Linked DNA regions of Mus musculus: region 2 is linked to region 1. The links are chromatin contacts, called in public HiChIP or PLAC-seq maps. All regions are on one chromosome and are shown on one strand. The core of a region is the stretch at or near the end of the contact, and the rest is flanking DNA. Distances in the headings are between cores, read along the strand shown.

Region 1 (4,884 bases), core at 1,703-4,202:
GCCCTGGCTGTCCTGGAACTCACTTTGTAGACCAGGCTGGCCTCGAACTCAGAAATCCACCTGCCTCTGCCTCCCAAGTGCTGGGATTAAAGGTGTGCGCCACCATGCCCGGCTAGCCTGCTTGCTTGCTTATACAACCCGGGACCACCTGCTCTCACCTCAAATCATTCCTCAAGAAAATGCCCCACAGATTTGCCCACAGGCCAATGTGATGGAGGCAATTTCTTGAAGGTCCTTTTTAGATGACCCTAGTTTGTGTCAACCAGACAAAAAACTAGCCAGCACCCTACCATTCATAAGGCTGCAAAATGGGTAGATCTGCTCCCATACAAAGCACTAAGAGAATACACGTTGTGTCAAACTCAAACACTTCAAAAGTTGATGGTGTAGCTCAATGGTAGATCACCTGCCTAGCAGGCAGGAAGCCCTGGGCTCTAGCCCTAGCGTAGGTAGAGGTAGATAGATAGGTAGATAGATAGAAGATTGATTTGTGTCAGCCTGACAAAAGACAGGAGTTTCTCCTCCATATTACAGATGTGGAAATGAAAGCAGGAAGAAGGGGATAGATTTAAATGGTTGGGGTGATGAAGGAGTCCCTGTCTGTCCTCCGCCACCTTATGCCAGGCATGCTCCGGGCACCTGACAGCCACATGGTGAGGAGAGGTGTGCTCTGCAGGGAGATCTGCTCCCAACTCCCCTGGTGATGAGACTGCAGCTGGGCATGTGGCCTCTTAGCTGACGAGCCCAGCCCAGTCTCCGCTGCCCTGCAGGTAGTGGGGGGTGCACCTTGGTTCGTAGGAATAGAAAGTGGGCAGTTCTGGGCCCAGAGTCCTTAACGCAGCAGGCACTTTCTCTATTCTCTTCTTGACGAAGAGCATACCAGTGGGGTGGTCCTAATCTTGCTGATAAGATGGCAGAACCCTGGTAAGCGGAAAGGCTGTGGACAGAATATATGCCACCTCCTCTTCTTACGAAGAAGTGGGTTTTGGTTTTCTCACTATTGTCTACGCTGACCTTAAACTCACGAGCTTCCTACCTCAGCCGCCTAAGCACACAATTAGCTTTAAATGAGGTCTCACCGGAGCTGCTACAGTCACACTGCCCACGGCCACCTTCATATTAAGACAGACTGATTATGTGATTGCTATACTTTTTGTTTGTGTATTTGAGCCAGGATCACATGTAGCAAGGGTTGAGCTATGAAGGTTTTGTGATCTTCCCCTGATTCCCAAGTGCTGGGTTACAGGCATTATGTCACCAGAACTAGCCATACGAGTTCTTACGAATGTTTTGCTTATATGTTTGTGCACCACATACATATCTGGTGTCCGGAGAGGCAAGAACAGCCCGTGCTCTTAACTACTGAACCTTCTCTCCAACCCCAGTACTTATATTCTTTAAAACTGAGATAACATTCATTAACAAATACTGAAGTGGGCTGGGCTTCCATAATGCTCTGGTCAACGTTATCATCAACTCATACAATGTTCTCTGGTGTGTACTTCTGTTAAAGAGATCTTATTTAATAAACGTACAGTTCTCATTAGCGTTGAACTCACTGCCCAAAGGACCACATAATACTGAGTTGTTCCACACCTGAAAAATGGTTTATGTAACAAACCGATTGTCGCTCTAAGCCCCATCACAGTCCTGGAGCACTAGACAGCACGTCAGCGCGGTGCTTACGGATCCCTCAAAGTAGCAAACCACCACTAAAGAGAACAAAAATGCAGCCAGGCATGGTGGCACACGCCTTTAATCCCAGCACTTGGGAGGCAGAGGCAGGCGAATTTCTGAGTTCGAGGCCAGCCTGGTCTACAGAGTGAGTTCCAGGACAGCCAGGACTACACAGAGAAATCCTGTCTGAAAAAAACAAACAAACAAACAAACAAAAAAGGGATCACTGAGGAGATAAGTAACCTCTGGGAGGATGCCTCGAGGGCGTCCAATATTTTGACATTGAAGCCTGATGCTGTCATCTACAAGCATGCTGTATCACATTCCTAGATGTACTGGAACACCAGTGGCCCAAGGGCCCAGGCTGAACATGCCTTCGTTGTAAGGGAGAGGAAACGAGTCCCCACTTCCAGGAAGCCCACCTGAGCATTATTCCCTGCTCTATCACCTTCACCACTTTAAGCTGGCTTCCGCCTTTTCGTTTCCTTGCAGTGTTGCTCTGTATCCCAGGCTGGCTTAGATCTCTGAGCCCTGGGACTATAACCATGTGCCACCTATGTCCTGAGTTCCACGTAGACCCTCAGTTCCCTCGTCTATACGAGCATAACAGACATGCAACAATTCATTGAACATGCAAACGAAACATGCATCAGACGGCTTTTTTTCCATGCATGACAAACTATTTTAAAGGCCTTCCCAAACACCAATTCTAGGAATCTCTGCAGATTTCCAAAGATCCTCAAGCTACAAGGCTGATACCCCACAGGAAAAACTTCCCCTCTCTGGAGACGTTTAAGCCACTAGCAGTATACTGAATAATAGCCTCGCACTCACCCTGGAGTCTTATTAGCTCCATGGTGGTCCCTCACCTACAAGTCCCGAACACCTTTGGTTCCCACCTGTCTCTTTCTGCTAAAGTCTCCCTTAGTCTCCGAGTCTCTCCTTTTAGAATACCCACTATGGCCTGTCTTCTTTGGGACTCCCCTGACCAGGGATGGAGCTGATGGTTCTCAGCTCCATCCCTGCCTTCCTCATCGTGACCCTTCACCTCCCTTCACAGCCTCTCCCAAAGCCACGTCGCCCTCGCTTCCTCCATCTGACCCTCGACGTCGCAGCCGCCGGGCCGATCGACGCCCCTGCGTCGGAACACAGTGACTAACCACGTGACTCGAACCCGACTTCTCCCCCTCACCTCCTGAGCGACACCAAGATTCTCCCGCTTCTTTTTAGTCATATTGCTTGCTGTCTTTTCCGCGCTGGACCAGCCCATTAAGTCGCACTACGCACGCGCAGGACCTCGTGCTTCTTTTTCATTGGTCGGTGCAGAGGAAGGAGGCGGGACTTCTGCGTCGCCATCTTGTTAAGGGGCGCGTCCATCCTGCAGCGGCCATGTTTGTGAGGGGCGGCCTCCGGGTATAAGATGTGCAGGGAAGCAGTTTCAGGTCTACCCGTGAGTGGAGACCTCTTTACGTACTTGAGAGCTTTTATCTTAACTTCCTTCTTTCTTTTCAAACATCTTCCTTCTTGCATCCCTCAGGGCATCCCTGCACCGTTTTTTAGGCTATCCTCGTTCAAATGTTCTTGCTCCTGCAAGGCTCAGCCTGCAAGCCCTGGCCCTTCAGTCCCAACTTGAACTGCTCTGCCCTTTGGGATCTAATATGGTCTTGCACCGTTAATCCTTTCTGTCCTGTGTTCTTTCGCATTAGCTTGTTTTCTGGTGAAATGAGAACAGCCTGCAGACATCACGGAAGGCATGAAGAAGGCTCGCAGCACACCATATTAGCCTGAGATTCCTAGGTCTTACCTGGGCTTCTGGCTTTCTTTTAGAGGCTTGTTCATGCTTAGGATTTTAGAGTGTTTAGACCTTGGACTTGGAGATGTTTTGACTATAACCCTACCACAGGACATAGACATAGAGCTGCCACCAAAGTTTTACAAGTCAGTACCTTTTCTTTTTCATTTTTTTAATTAGATATTTTTAAAATTTACATTTCAAATGCTATCCTGCAAGTTCCCTATACCCTCCCCCCGCCCTGCTCCCCTACCCACCCACTCCTACTTCTTGGCCCTGGCATTCCCCTGTACTGGGGCATATAAAGTTTGCAAGACCAAGGGGCCTCTCTTCCCAATGATGGCCGACTAGGCCATCTTCTGCTACATATGCAGCTAGAGACACAAGCTCCGGGGGGTACTGGTTAGTACATATTGTTGTTCCACCTATAGTGTTGCAGACCCCTTCAGCATCTTGGGTACTTTCTCTAGCTACAAGTCAGTACCTTTAGCATCTGTGAAGTGCTATGGTTTTTTTGTTTTTGTTTTTTTTATTAAAAGAAAAAAGTTAGCTGAGCATGGTGGACATATGAGTAGTCTCAATTATTTAGGATAGTGAGGTGGTGCATCATTTAGAGTCCACAGTTTTGAAATCAGCCTGGACAACAGTGAAACCTTAATAATAATAATAATAATAATAATAATTAATTTTTAAAAAATTGTGGTATGGCAAAAAAACTAAAAGTAGATAGATGTTGTCTGAAAGAGTGGGGATGTGGTTCAAAAAGCTGCCATAGATCCCTCAGGTACCTACGTTCCATTCTTGTACTGGATATTATCTCACACCGCAGGGCCTCTCTGCTTCGGGAACAGAGCAGGCCTGTGTGCACACACAGCTCTGTCCTTCCGTGTCTCTTTCTAAAGATAAATTTGCCCCCGTGGAATTACTAGGTCAGAGATGATGAGACCAGAATCGAAGCTCCTTGTTTCTACCCACTTATCTCCACTCCCGAGTCCGTTTCTCTATGTGAATAATAACCCCACCTCAGTGTTTGGAGGAGAAAAAAAATTTTTTTCAGATCTGTGTTTTCTTCATGATAGAGCCCTTGAGTGATGGGGCTGGAAGGGACCTGAGATACCATCTCACTTGGCTGCCTGACTGCGACCTGCAGAGGGAACAGGTAGTAAATTCTACCTGAACAGGACGCAGGCTGCTGAAGTTGTTTAGTGCAGTTCTCAGCTTAACACCCGGCACAAGAAAATCTTCCTCGAGAACATTGTCTATCAGCTGTCAATCAACAACCCTTCCAGCATTGGTTCCGTCCCAGAAAAAACAGACTCTGCTTCCCAATTATCACAGGCGCTGGCCCAGGGGAGGTGAGAAGACGAGAAGGAGAAGCACTGTGTTCTTTTAGAAGTGGCTCCTTCTGTGTTTCT
Region 2 (4,901 bases), core at 462-2,961, 1.6 Mb after region 1:
TTATGGCCAACGCTGAGTCACAGAAGTGGATCCCTACTGCCATCTCAGGGACCTCCCAGTATGCCTAACACTGACTGAGCTGTATGGGTGACTAACAGAGACATTCTTTAAGTTCACCTAAAGGTGGTTTGGTGTCTTGACTACAGGCTTAAACATGTTACAAATCAGTAGGAGCGGGCGGGGAACAAACCGGAAACCCCGATGGAAGACGAGACTGTGTGTAAATCAGATATGTATGAGCAGAAGCAGAGGGTAGATTAATGACCTCTGTGTCTCTCATGAGAGAGTGTGTGTGGATGGTGTATGGTGTGGTTTGTGTGTGTGTGAGGTGTGTGGTATGGTGTGTATGTGTGGTGTGTGTGTGTGGTATGGGGTATGTGTGTGTATGTGTGGTGTGTGTGTGTGTGTGGTGTGTGTGGTATGGGGTATGTGTGTGTATGTGTGGTGTGTGTGTGTGTGTGTGTGTGTGATGTGCAGTAAGGTGGGTATATCCATGACCATGTAGGTGTTTGCTCATGTGAACGTTCATGCTCATCTCTAGAAACCAGAGATTGACATGCAATGTCTTCCTCGAATCTCTCCACCTTATATTTTGAAACCGGTCTCTCACTGAAAGCTGGACACCCCCCCCCCCCCCCCCGTTCAGGTAGGCTGGCCAGCCAGCTCCAGGGATCCTCCTGTGCTAGCTCTTTACATGATAGTGGTATCTGAACTCAGGTCCATGTGGCTCAGCAAGCACTTTACTTGACAGAGCCATCTTCCCCATGGAAGGAGAACCCTAAGAAACCAGGTCTGTCAGATTGGAAAGGAGGCAGCTAAGCCAGGGCGCATGTTGCAAACTTCAGGTGCAATACCAGCCTCCAGCACGGAGACCATGAGGTCTAGATTTCACACTTGAGAGAGTCCTGTTTTTTTGCACTAGCTCCTTGGTGTTGGGAGCAAGGGACTCCAAAGCACTCCTGCATCTTCCCACTGACCAAGCTGCTCCTGCTCATGGATGAAGAAGTTAAGTAGGGAAGCCTGCAAAGAGGTCTGAGCAGGTACCAACACTGCATTACAGAGCATAGGGCTGGGCTCTTCAGTTGATGCTCAAACTCCCGTTTGCTCACACACAGCAGGCCTAGTCCCCACTTTGTCAGCCAGGGCGTGGTCATTCTCGGATTTAAGGATAAACAGCCGGCCCACAATGCACTCACCATGAGAGCACATCCTGGCTATGGGTCCTTTGCCTTCCCTCTGTTGTCTACACTAGGGAAGTGATCCCGATGACTTGGGATGGTTCAGAGACACTGATTCAAGACCTACATGGTGAAACCTTGAGAGCCCGGGCCACCTCAGCACAGTGGTGAGTTGTCAGGAGGCAACCTTCTCTATCCCTTTAACTCATACCCTCTGCCTAGAAATCTTCGCCTTTAATGGGAGGCGGGATGGGAGCGGGGAAGGAGGGTGGAAACTAGACGTCACGGCGTTTCACCTTTCAAGCGACTTCCTGGACTCAGCGCCGCCAGTGTGGCCGGCGTGGTTCTGTCCCCGGCCTTTCGGCCCTTCGGTCCCCACGCCTCCCGCTCCGGAGCTGCGACGTACTCCAGAAGTCCCTCCCTGGTCAAGAGCTCTCACCCCAAGGTCGTTCTCTCCCTCCTCCTCTAACTCCTCAGAGCCCAGGTCCGACATGATCTGGTTTCAGACAGGATCTCAGGAGCAACGTCTCTATCAAGCAGTTACCAGCCACCCCCACGCGCGTCCCGCGTCGTCATGGAGACACTGCCCGCCCCACTTGGCTCTCCGCCTGAAAGAGTGGCGGAAAACGGCTGCAAAAGAAGCGTGGGAGGAGCCAAGAGCTGGAATAGTGTCCTAGCAACTGGAAGGGCATTTCTGCCAATCGCCGCCCAGGACGAGGGGGTGGGCGGGGCCTTGGCAGACTTGGTACCCACGCAGACCTGGCCTCCTAACATGGGCAGTGTCACTGGCCTGGGGAATGTCCTTAGTAGTCTAGTTTGTGGGCTCTACAAGGAACCACCTGAAAAAGCAGACCCGCCATTAGGATGAGAGATGTATCTCAAATCTAGGCCTTGCCTTTCAATCCCTTGGGTCCCCCGTGGATGCAAGGACCCTCCCAGGCTCATCTACACTGAGATGTTTGTGGTCTCTAGATGAGTGTACTCTTGAGTCTTTTCTGTTTCCTGTCAACACGTATACACTGGAGCGATGAATTCTGACCACTCAAACTCATGCTCACTGACCCGGGTCAGGGTTTAACATCTCAAACCAATTCAGGTTACTTTTGAGCTTTCTCTCGCAAAGAACCCACATTCATTCTGCTCTGTCTTCTGGTGCCTGTGGGCTTCCTCTCAAAGGCCCAGCCTGTCATGCCACGCATACAGACCCACTCAGACCCACTTATTCACACTGACTGTCTCTTACAGATAGGTCCCTCCAGTGCCACATTCTACCCTGCAAGGCCCCTCTGGGTCCCCTCCCACCCCTATACTGTCATCCCAGGCTCAGACCTTCCTGCTAAGCTAGACTTTCTGTCCCGGTATCTGGCCTCCTACCCGTCTCACAGTTTTCCTCTGTGCAGAAACCCAAGCACACACAGGCTCCCTCTATGTCCTCAAGATCCCCCCTCCCTGCACTAGCTACATTGCAAACAAACCAAACCGCCCAATCCTCTAGTTCCTACTTCTGGCTTCTGCCTGCTCTAGCCCACCAGCTCCCTGGAATACCTGCTTGCCCACACTTGAAAGCACACCAATACACTTTTTTTTCCTCCCCAAAGATTGGCTAAAGAGCTGTCTCCCCGTGTAATAAAACGTAAAACATAACTTGGGACAGACAATTTAAAATGCTAATGTGCCTTGATGTGTATGCAGTGTTCCAATTCACACACACACACACACACACACACACACACACACACATACCAGGTGCCGATTTCCACAGCCACAGCCACAGCCACAGCCACAGCCACAGCCACACGACCACTGTAATCACTCCTGGGTGCAACCTTTAGAATCTGCTCTTCACACTTCATGTGAACTGTCCTTGTCACTGTGACAATTTTGGTTGTCAACCCAACACACTCGGGAAGAAGGGATCTCAATCGAGGAATTGTGTCCTGGTCTGTGAGAATGTCTGTGGTGGGTATTGCTCATTGGTGGAGGAGAACCCAGCCCACTGTGGGCGGCACCATCTCTAGGATGTGTAAGCAAGCCAGAGGGCATGAGCCAGTAGGTAGTGCTCCTCTTAGGTCTTCAGCCCGTAAGCCAAATAAGCCATCCCTGCCCCTGAGTTGCTTTGGTCCATGCTATTTTACCATAGCAACAGGAAGGCAAGGTAAAACTGTCACTGTGATGTATGGTAGGTAACCAAACTGTCCTCACTAGGTTTTATACATGAGCTAGTGTGCCCTCTGACCAACATCCCTGTAAGTTTGACCTGTTACATCCCACAGCAGCTGGGGTTTAAATGTCTCCTACAGAATGCCAGGTGCTGTTGGTAGATGCCAGCGGCTTTTCCACCACTGAGCAAATCACACAAGGCCACAGCTTAGCTAATGGTTATGGAGGTTTTAGTCCTGGGTAACTGGCTCTACCACTTTGAGACTTCTGTCAGCATGATGAGAACCCTGGTCATGAGGTCTGCCTCTGGGTCAGAATACTTACTTGCATTAAGAGCAAAAACATAGTGTATATACAGAGACATGGGGAAATGAATTAAATATTCTTATCCTGAACTGTGGAGAGAGAAAAATTCTCAATTTCTCTGCATCTGCCCCCACGACAGAGTTTCCATCTCCAAAAAAGGACAAGGAAATCTGCGTATGTAGATACAGCCATGGGTCCATGTCATTAGAACTGAAAGATGAGTCGTTATCCTGAGAGTCTCTGCTCTAGCACCAGGGTTCCAGTGTGTGGTCTGTCCTCACGCAGCACAGAATGTCCTGGAGAAACTCAAACCCTCAAATCCAGTCACCTCTGTCACATCTGTCACCTCTGCATACCATGTCACCGTGGGAATGAGTGACTCAGGAGCCCCTTTTAGAGCGTGTCCCAGTGATCTGACTTCCTTCATTCCCTACTCGTGCCACAGGTCAGTGACCTAGCATATGAGCCCTTGGGAAACCCTTCCAAACCATGCCAGTGGTGCTGAGGTGAGGCCTTTGCAAAGCGATGAGGCCGTGAGGCCGCACATCTCTTCAGGGCATCCAGACCGTTACACGGGAGGCCCCCTGAAGCACACTTCCTATTAATCTGCCCTCTGCCAGCCATCAGAGGACACATGATTTGTCCTCTGGTCTTGCGTCTTTCTCCATGTGAAGACAGCTAAAAGACCACCATGGGAAGGCTGAGATAGAAATAGGATGAGGGTTGGATCTTTCAGTATCACAACAGAATATACATTTCTATGAGAAACTTAAACCATCCTAACTAGAACAAGCAAAGGCTGTTTATTCTGAGTTCTGTGGCAAGGGAGTCAGCAGCCATCACCTGTATTCAGGAGAGGAAAAGGACAGAGTCAGAGGGTCCCTAGTAGAGAGAAGGGTTCCCAAAGATTACCTATTAGCCAGTGTATGTATTTGGCTCTCTTGGTCGGTCCTAGTATTTTTTTTAAGATTTTATTTATTTATGTATTTTATGTATATGATTTTTGTCTGCATGTACATCTGCACACCACCGAACAGCATCAGACAGTTGTGAGGGCCACGTGGGTGCTGGGAATCAAACTCAGGAGTGTTCCTAACTGCTGAGCCATTTCTCCAGCCTCCCCTCCCCCGATGATCATAGTTTAAAATGAGGATAAAAATGAAGAAAGCTGCCCGCTATTAATCAAGTGTAGGTCGTTGTGGCTGTTACAAGAGTTATCAGACAGTGTCTGGTTTGTTTGTTTTTTGAGATAGGGTA

Evidence for each region. HiChIP or PLAC-seq counts read pairs in DNA pulled down with a chosen protein or histone mark.
Region 2: a contact with region 1 is called in an H3K4me3 HiChIP or PLAC-seq map of bone marrow-derived macrophages, with 12 times the contacts expected there. The contact joins the promoter of Rsph1 here to the promoter of Ccdc167 in region 1. A contact is called at or near these places in 1 of 39 promoter capture datasets (liver) and 1 of 115 datasets of contacts at active chromatin or transcription factors (bone marrow-derived macrophages).

What each region holds. Positions count from the first base shown.
Region 1 is chr17:29,714,065-29,718,948 of GRCm38.p6, forward strand. It overlaps Ccdc167 (coiled-coil domain containing 167), which reads right to left and starts at 2,953. Exons shown (of 4, transcript NM_026782.2): 1 at 2,870-2,953. The coding sequence starts at 2,911.
Region 2 is chr17:31,275,585-31,280,485 of GRCm38.p6, forward strand. It overlaps Rsph1 (radial spoke head 1 homolog (Chlamydomonas)), which reads right to left and starts at 1,712. Exons shown (of 9, transcript NM_025290.4): 1 at 1,618-1,712. The coding sequence starts at 1,671.